3 separate regions of the Sus scrofa genome follow, and all the other regions are linked to region 1. The links are chromatin contacts, called in public promoter capture Hi-C maps. All regions are on one chromosome and are shown on one strand. Each heading gives the region's core, a stretch centred on a gene start, on an enhancer-like site or on the middle of the called end of the contact. The rest is flanking DNA. Distances are from core to core; before and after follow the strand shown. Region 1 holds the start of MFSD14B (major facilitator superfamily domain containing 14B). Region 2 holds the start of C10H9orf72 (protein C9orf72 homolog). Region 3 holds the start of MOB3B (MOB kinase activator 3B).

Region 1 (2,779 bases), core at 208-2,707:
CCACTTTCCAGAAGTCGTATCTTTGAAATAAGGAACCCCTAATGTTTTTTTGTTCCCCAAAAAATATGAAGTCACTTGGGAGTTCCCTGCTGGCCCAGGGTTAAGCATCTAGCATTGTCACTGCTGTGGATTCAATTTCTGGCCTGGAAACGTCGACAGGCCACTGGCAAAGCCGGAAAAAAAAGAAAAAAAGAAGTCCCTTGGGCAGGAGGGGGTCTTTAACATCATTTAGCATTTTTAAAAGCAAATTAAAATACATAAGCTAAACAATACATAAAATTTGAAGCCGATTGCACATAATTTTCCTAAAATTTCTATTTTTCCATAAAAAAGTCTCCCTGACATTAGTTTCTATTCACTGTAACGTTTTTATATTTCCTGTCCTTACCAGGCCAAAAAAAAAAAAAAAAATCTTTAAGAAACGACAGACTTATGCATATGCATACACCAAAGCGCCACTGACAAAGCCTGTTACGCCGAATCCAGGCCAATTAAACCAGTGCTTCGGAAGCATCTGAATCTCACGTGAAATTAGAAAAAAAGAGATTGGCCTCCCTCAACACGCTCCTCAGCCGAGCCCTGGGATCCTCAGCTTTCCTCTGAAATCCTGCTCACCAACTGCTTCTGCGACCGCCTAGGGAACCATGAAGGAACAGGAAGGCGCTGCCCAACTTCCCGGTCCAGGGCCCAAGGACGGTTCTAAAGGCTCTCTACCTATCTTCTAGGTAGGCTCAAGCCAGAAGTGCACCATGAAAATACTATCTACTGTCACACCTAGAGAGGATTCTAAAAGAATCAGATTACTTATATTCACGATCCCACGTCGTGTGTCTTTTGAAACAATAACTAAGTCGCCTAAATTTCTGTCTAACGATGAGCAGCGCTAAGAAAGCCTAGTAGTGTTGAAATCGGCTACCTGACTCGGGAAAAGGACAGGCTTTCCAAGAACCAGAGCTCCTGCCCAGAGCCGAGACAGGTCAGCGTCTCCTCACCTCCAGGGTACCCAGGCCCCCGCCCCGCCCCGCCCGAGGCGTCCCAGGACTCCGGCCGCCACCCCGCCCCACCTCCCCTGACTCTGGGCTTCGGGCTAAGCAATGCGGTGCGACTCCGTGCCCGCGCTCACCGTGCTGCCGCCAGGGGACCGCGCACCCGCGCGCTTCTCCGGCATGGCTCCCACCTCGGGCTCCGACGCCGCCGTCTTCTGTGGCTCGGGTGGCGGCTCCGCGTTCATGCCGCGTCCATGCCCCCGCCGGCTCGGGGCGCTTCGGGACTACGGAGACGCCGCAAAGGCGGCGGCGGGGCCCGCGTTCTCATGGGCACCGCGGCCCGCGGGTCTGACGGTGGCGCCAGTGGAGACGCCAAGGGCCGTAAGGGCTGCCGAGGTCGGAGCCTCAGAGGAGGAGAAGCGAGGAGGGCAGCTGCAGGGGCCAGTCGCCACAGCTCCCGCACCGAAAGCGATTCAGGGAGCTGCCAGGCGCGTCAGCGACCGCCCTGGGGAAGTCAGGAGGCCCCGCGCCGGCCCGGCCCCGCCCCCGCTTCCCTACTGGTTCGCTCCGGGGGAAGCGGCCCCGCCCGAGATCTCTGCTCCCGCCACAAGCTCACAGCCAGCGCCCAAAGCCTCCAGGAGCCCCCCTCCCACTTCAGGGCCCGCCTCCAGGTCTCCCGGGCCGCCTAGGCGTCGGGACTCCGCAGCGCGCCGGAAGTGCGTCACTGCCCAGGGCCCGCAATTGTATTTTCTTTTCGCTGGGACGGTACCGGGGCTGGCGAATTGGGAGCTTTGAATGCAGGGATTTCTTCTTGTAGAGATTGCATTTCTGATCTTGGTTTGGCCTAGAGATGGCACGTTCTGACAGAAAACAGAGCCCTCAGGGCTGGAATCCGGAATTAGGGAAGTGTCATATGCGCTGTACCTGACACTTTTTTTTTGGAATGTTCTGTTCCTCTTCCAAATCTAAACAGAAGCCGATGAAGAGCTTCACCTGGACTGTGGGATTCATGGGACGGACAGTCTTAGGAAACACAGAGATCCCTGTTCCACTCCAGAGCTGCTTGATGGTACGAACGCGGTGAATATGAACAAAAGTGTCAGATCTTGTTTGGCTAAGGTGCTGATGTACCCGAAATCAACTAACACTAATCATGGCTCCATAAAAAAAAGTCCGAAAAGGACTTTGTGGATACCGCAACCTATTCTGCAAATACTTCAAAAGTAAAGCAGCTTGGCTAAAGAGCTAATGTAACAGATACGACCTGCTCCGCAAATGTGGGGTACAAAAATGGTCAGAATGTTTTTTCCTCTTAGGTGTTTAAGCATTCAGTGCCTCCTTGAAAGAAGTAAAATACTTTGAAATTCTTAAGAACTTATGTCTTCCTCCTTTTTTTTTTTTTTTTTTTTTTTTTTTTTTTTTTTTTTGTCTTTTTGCCATTTCTAGGACCACTTCTGCAGCATATGGAGGTTCCTTCCCAGCTAGGGGTCTAATCGGAGCTGTGGCCGCCGGACTACACCAGAGCCACAGCAACGGGGATCCGAGCCATGTCTGTGACCTACACCACAGCTCACGGCAGCTCCGGATCCTTAACCCAGGGATCGAACCTGAAACCTCATGGTTCCTAGTCGGATTCATTAACCACTGAGATGTCTTCCTCTTTCTTAAAGAGACCCAAGTGGACTTAATTGGTGAAGGGAATGAGTCCAGTCATTTCACTATTGACTTGCATCTTATACTGTTATTGTTGCAAACAGGTCTTTACAAGCCTAAGGATTTATTTGCTTTCCTAT
Region 2 (2,779 bases), core at 73-2,572, 500 kb before region 1:
GGGTTGATATGTGGCATAAAACCAGAAACTTGATGGAGACAAGGGAAACTATTTTGCATCTGGGCAGAATTTTGAAGCAGGAAAAACTGTCATAGCTACCGTGTTCCTCTCTCAGACACTTAATCTGAGTCCTAATCTTACTCTAAACTGGAAGGGTGAATACTTCCCCCCATAGCAGTTATCTGAGAAAGGCTATCATCAATTCAATACCAGCCTGATGTCCTCAGGCCTCGGTGGGCTCTGGAATTGCACAAAACTGGCCTGAATCAGCTAGCTAGGTGACCTTGGGTAAATAAGCTCTCTGAATCCCAGCCACATCCTCTGTAAAACAGGGATAACATTATCTATATGGTAGATATGTTAGGAGGATTAAGCATAATTCTGTGTGTAGGCAGGGAAGCACAATACCAAAGATACAGTAGGACTAGGTAAATGGTAGATTTTTAGTGTTGATATAAGCATAGAGCATAAGCAAGGGGTCTATTTCTGCAGCACCTATAGGTTTAAGGGAGTCATTTTGCGTATTTCTTCCTCTGAATGATAAATAAGTGCTGTAAGATTTTTAAAGATGAAAAGTATTAACTGTCATTTATCTGCAGCAAATAAGCTGAATATATATACTTGCAGACCAAAACGATGATTTAACTTGAATTTTTAAAAAATCTTACAGCACATCACAGGACAATAAAGTCAATTTCCAAAGGCTAAAAAAGCCCAACTAAGCAACAACCAAAAAAAACCCTCAAAGAATAGAAAAGCCCAACTCATCCACATTGTGCAACCAGCAAACAGGACATTTAAAAATGTGAAAATCACGCCTGAAAAAATGCTTACATTTAAAGACAAAATTGTGGTGAGCATGTATTGTGGGAAAGGAAATTACCTAAAAAGACTTGGGATGAAGTTAGTGTACTGAAATTGTGTCATACGCAAAAAGAAATTCACCCATTCATCAAATATTTGTTGAGCGCCCACCACCGGCCAAGTACAAACAAAAACAATCACAAATATCAGCTCTGCTTTGCGGTCTCGGTCTCGTGGCACTGCAGCCCGCAGGTTAAAATCCTTAGGCCAGGTCTACGCAGCGCGTCTTTAGGCAAAGAGGAAGAACAAATCGGCCCCGCCCCCGCCTTGCAGGCCTTGTGCGTTTACGTAATCGCAATTCGATAACGCCAAGACGTACCTACGGTGTCCCACGAGGAAATGATTATGCAGCAACAGCGACTTGTTCCGCCCGGGGAAAAGATGGCGCTTGACGCGTCAGCCACCCTTGCTGCCTCGTTCCTTCCTCACGGGGGCGGGGCCTATAGAGAGCAGGGGGGTGTGTTTAGGAGGTGTGTGGTTTTGTTTTTTCCCGCCCTTTCTCTCCTCCCTTTGCTCTCACATTATTCGCTGGAGTGAACGAGGAAAGACGGGCTACGGGATACAATTTAACCAGAAGGGCACAAGGTGGGAAGAGACCACGACGTAAAGCAGGTTCGGGTTCGCGACGCGCGAGGGGGCCGGGCATGGGGGCGTGGCCAGGGCCGCGGGGGCGGGGCTGCGGTTGCGGTCCCTATGCCTGCGGCGTCGGCAGCAGCAGCCGAGGCGCGGGCGAAGGCGAGTGGGTGAGTGAGAAGCTGGTGTGTAGGAGGTTGTTTTGGGTCGGGACGCTGGGACCGCGCAGGGGCGGCGGCGAAGGCTCTACCCAAGGCTCGGCTTGTCTAGTCCTCTCTTTGCTCTTCTTTTCCTTGATCGAAAGCCGCCCGCGGCTTTTCCAGCCCGGCGACTAGTGGAGTTACTTCCATCTGGGCCCGGGGCTTTCCGGCAGCAGCCGCGCAGAGGCAGGGCTGGCTGGGTTTTGAGCCCCTTTCCCGCTTTCCCGCCGGTAGTCCCGGATCCGGCTCTTTCCCCGGGGACCCGGCGTGAGAACCGGAGGGATGCTTCGGAATCCCCTGTGCCGCCGGCTCGAGGGAATGGAGCCTCGGGCACCGAGAGGCCTGTCCCCGGGAAGGCCAGAGGGCTGGGGGCGCCTGGCTGTTACGAACCAAGTTAGGGTCCGAGGGAGGGTTAATTGGGGTGAGGTGAGGTGGGGTAATACTACAGAATTTGACCTTTCTGAGGATTGTTGATGTCTTATAAATCTGGACAGCAGTTTTAGACTGGGTTTTGTTCCCGTTCTTACTTCACTTCTCTGAGGTTGCACAGACTTAAAGGAAGTGACCATTATGACTTGGACATCACTTGACTGATGGTATCGGTTGCAGAAAGAAGTGCACTGATTACACATCTGCTGTGTCTACACACGATCTGGCTCCTGTGAATTCCACCAGGCTTCTGTATTCAGGAGTCAGGGGAGTAATGCACTTGCCCAAGAGAGATGGCTTTTTCACAAACAATAGAGATCGTTAGGATCTAGTAAAAACAATCCGGTTGTGGCCAGTGGATAAATTCCCCTTCAAACTGTTCTCAGCGCTCTTATGATGCAAAGCAAGGGGAAACAATGTGGTCTGGCACTTTTAATTTATACAAAGAGACTGGAAAAATACTATTAGATAGCAATCTCAGACTTTAGAAGACTTTTAAGGTGAGGTAATGGGAACCTCACAGAAGCTAAAATGTATACATGGGGAATTAATAGTATGAAGTCAGAATGCTTAATATGTGATGATGTTATGTGACACAAATACTGTTGCCAGGACCTTGGCAGTCTAGGAAAGCCCTGAATCAGTTGGAAACTACCTCGTAATGACTGTACTCTACACCTATGAAACAAAAACAAGAGAAATGATAGACCACA
Region 3 (2,779 bases), core at 92-2,591, 450 kb before region 1:
TGTAAAATATCATTGTAAAATATAGGAGTTCCCATCATGGCTCAGTGGTTAACGAATCCGACTAGGAACCATGAGGTTGAGAGTTCGATCCCTGGCCTCGCTCAGTGGGTTAGGGATCTGGCGTTGCTGTGAGCTGTGGTATAGGTCACAGATGCAGCTCGGATCCAGCATTGCTGCGGCTGTGATGTAAGCCGGCGGCTACAGCTCCGATTCAACCACTAGCCTGGTAACCTCCATATACCACAGGAGAGGCCCTAGAAAAGACAAAAAAAAAAAAAAAAATTGTAAAATATAGTACTTTTATATATAGTGCTATAGTACTACATACAGTACTTTTAAACTTTCATAATATGGTATTTCTCAATCAAAATGCATTAAGACACTATCATATGGGAACTAAAAAGGTGTGCAAGACGTTCTTTTCCTCAGGAAGCTTATATTTAATGACTCTTACTATGCATTAAAAATACTTTCTATGGGAGTTCCCACTGTGGCTCAGCAGGTTAAGAAGCTGACTAGTGGCCATGAGGATGTGGGTTTGATTCCTGGCCTTGCTTAGTGGGTTAAGGATCCGACACTGTTGCACGCTGAAGTGTAGATAGGTTGCAGATGCAGCTCAGATCCGTGTTGCTGTGGCTGTGGCTCTGATTCAACCCCTAGCCTGGGAACCTCCATATAGGCAAGTGTGGCCCTGTAAATAAATAAATAAATAAATAAATAAATAAAATTTCCTATGTTTAGTTGACACTTTACAGCCCCTGCAACGTAGATACTGCTCTCCCCAATTTACAGAGCATACTAAGGTTTAGAGGTCATAGACCCAAGATCACTCAAATAGAAAGTAGAAGGCTGTGGGCTGGGCTTCAAAGTCCACGCTCATTCCATTAATCCCAGATTGTTCTAGAAAATTCGCTAGAATCTGAAGGTATTTTCCGATGATTAAGGCTCTCCTCTAGCATTTTTCATCAAGTTAGAAAATCTTGAAGAAGGTAAGCGATTTCCCCCTCTAGGTACCTTGGGTGTGGCCATTGTGGACCCAGAGAGCACCCTTTCTGATCTGATATCTTCTTCCTCTTCTCAGTCAAAGGGTCACTGTCTTTTCCGCAAGGCTGGGAGCCCAGCTCAGACTGTCCATTCCTCACCTCTTTTCAGAGGTAAGATAACCAAAGGAGACCTGTAGTCCTTTCCCGACGGAGCTGCCATTCCGCGGGCGGCCGCCAGGGGTCCCCATTCGCATCTCCGCACGATAACCGCGCGCCGGGTGCCCGTGGGGGCTGCTTTGGAGCCGCCGCGGCTGCAGCTGGAGCCCCGCGCTCGCACGCCCGCGCGCTTACTGAGAACGGGCGCCTTGGCTCCAGAGTCCCCAGCCAGATCCGCGAGCGTCGCCACTCCTGCCTGGAGCTCACCCTCTTCCTCTTGCTCCGCCTGCAGCTGGCTCGGCGCGAGGAGCCGACAGGGCCTCGGGGCTGAAGGTAAAACCCCACGGTGAGTGAGAACCCGCTCCCAGCGAGGGGAGGTGGCGCAGCCGGTAGCCTCTCGCGCCCGGTCGCGCCCTGGAGGGTGGAGGTATGGGGCGCACCTGGGGGCGGGTGCAACAGGAGGGCGGGAGGCAGCAGACCCCGTTTCCCCGCCCGCCCTCCGCGGGCTTCCGGGGCTGGAATCCGCGTCAGACCCCTACCCGCGTCCTGACTTCTGGCCGGCTCCTCCCGCTCTCTTCCCGGGTAGGAACTAGAGTCCAGTCTCCACCCTGGGCTCCTGGGCCTTGATTTTAAAAGGTCTATCAATAAAGTCCATCTTCCTTCGGGGTTCGAGTGTGTCCGCCAACCCATCCCGCATCGCAGATGACTGCAGGGTGCGTGCTGTGCTGTGGGAGGCGGGAAGACAAAGTTTTACAAAAGTGCGCCTGGGCAGGGGGGCAATGTTTAGGGCGTCTTGATACTGAAGGAGGAGGCTCGGCTTGGGGCTGAGAAGGGGAACTCGGCCAGTTCGGGGACTGTGGACGCTTCGCAGAGGCACAGGGTGTGTAAAGGACGTACAAATCCTGCTGAATCCCTGGGCCAACAACTGTCAAACATCTGGAATCCAAGCCCCTCCTTTTCCCTGCACCGAAAACCCTTCAACTTTACTTTGATCGCTCCTCCTGCCTTTGGACCCTTCTCGAAGGGTAAAGGGCCGACCCCCGGCGCCAGGCGAGTGACCAGAGACCCCAAACTCCTCAAGATCCCCCTTCACCCACCTTCCCGACCCCTCCCGGACGTTTTCCCCGCAGGGACCACGCGACAGAGCCGATTGAGATCGTGGCGAATGGCCTTTTGTTTCTCCTCGTTTCCCCTATTGTTTGCCTTTCAAACATCTGGCCGGGCTAGGGAGAGAAGGAAGCCCCTCTCGTTCTCCTCCCCAGCTCCCCACGCCCGCCACCCGCCCAGCTAGAGCCCAGGAACCGCCTGGGGAAGGAGAGGAGCCCGACCCCAGCGGGGCCGCCCCACCCGGGCCTTGTGGTTAAAGGGCGGAGGGAAAGTTGTTCCTTCTCCGCCTCCTCGGCTGCTTGTGGCCCGGGGCGCATTTCTCAGATCTTATCCCGAGCGCACCGCGCTCTAAGAGCGCAGGTCGGGAGGGGTGCCGCTGCGTTCTACCCCAATCCGGGGAGACCTTTGGTGGGTTCCAGTGGATTCCAATCTCCACCTAAAGGCGTGTGGCTGGGCAGCTGCCAGGCGGTGGGACAGGATTGAGACACGTCTGGTAGGCACACAGCTCTAAGGCTCTGAGGCCCGCGAGTTTC

What was found. Promoter capture Hi-C pulls out the DNA fragments that hold promoters and counts their contacts.
Region 2: a contact with region 1 is called in a promoter capture Hi-C map of liver, with 13 times the contacts expected there. The contact joins the promoter of C10H9orf72 here to the promoter of MFSD14B in region 1. A contact is called at or near these places in 2 of 5 promoter capture datasets (fetal liver and liver), 2 of 47 Hi-C or Micro-C datasets (heart right ventricle and liver) and 1 of 2 datasets of contacts at active chromatin or transcription factors (alveolar macrophages).
Region 3: a contact with region 1 is called in a promoter capture Hi-C map of fetal liver, with 6 times the contacts expected there. The contact joins the promoter of MOB3B here to the promoter of MFSD14B in region 1. A contact is called at or near these places in 1 of 5 promoter capture datasets (fetal liver), 1 of 47 Hi-C or Micro-C datasets (heart right ventricle) and 1 of 2 datasets of contacts at active chromatin or transcription factors (alveolar macrophages).

What each region holds. Positions count from the first base shown.
Region 1 is chr10:38,887,946-38,890,724 of Sscrofa11.1, forward strand. It overlaps MFSD14B (major facilitator superfamily domain containing 14B), which reads right to left and starts at 1,458. Exons shown (of 12, transcript NM_001243400.1): 1 at 1,124-1,458. The coding sequence starts at 1,231.
Region 2 is chr10:38,388,044-38,390,822 of Sscrofa11.1, forward strand. It overlaps C10H9orf72 (protein C9orf72 homolog), which reads left to right and starts at 1,323. Exons shown (of 11, transcript XM_013980198.2): 1 at 1,323-1,476.
Region 3 is chr10:38,437,085-38,439,863 of Sscrofa11.1, forward strand. MOB3B (MOB kinase activator 3B) reads left to right here and starts at 1,342. Exons shown (of 4, transcript XM_021064706.1): 1 at 1,342-1,485.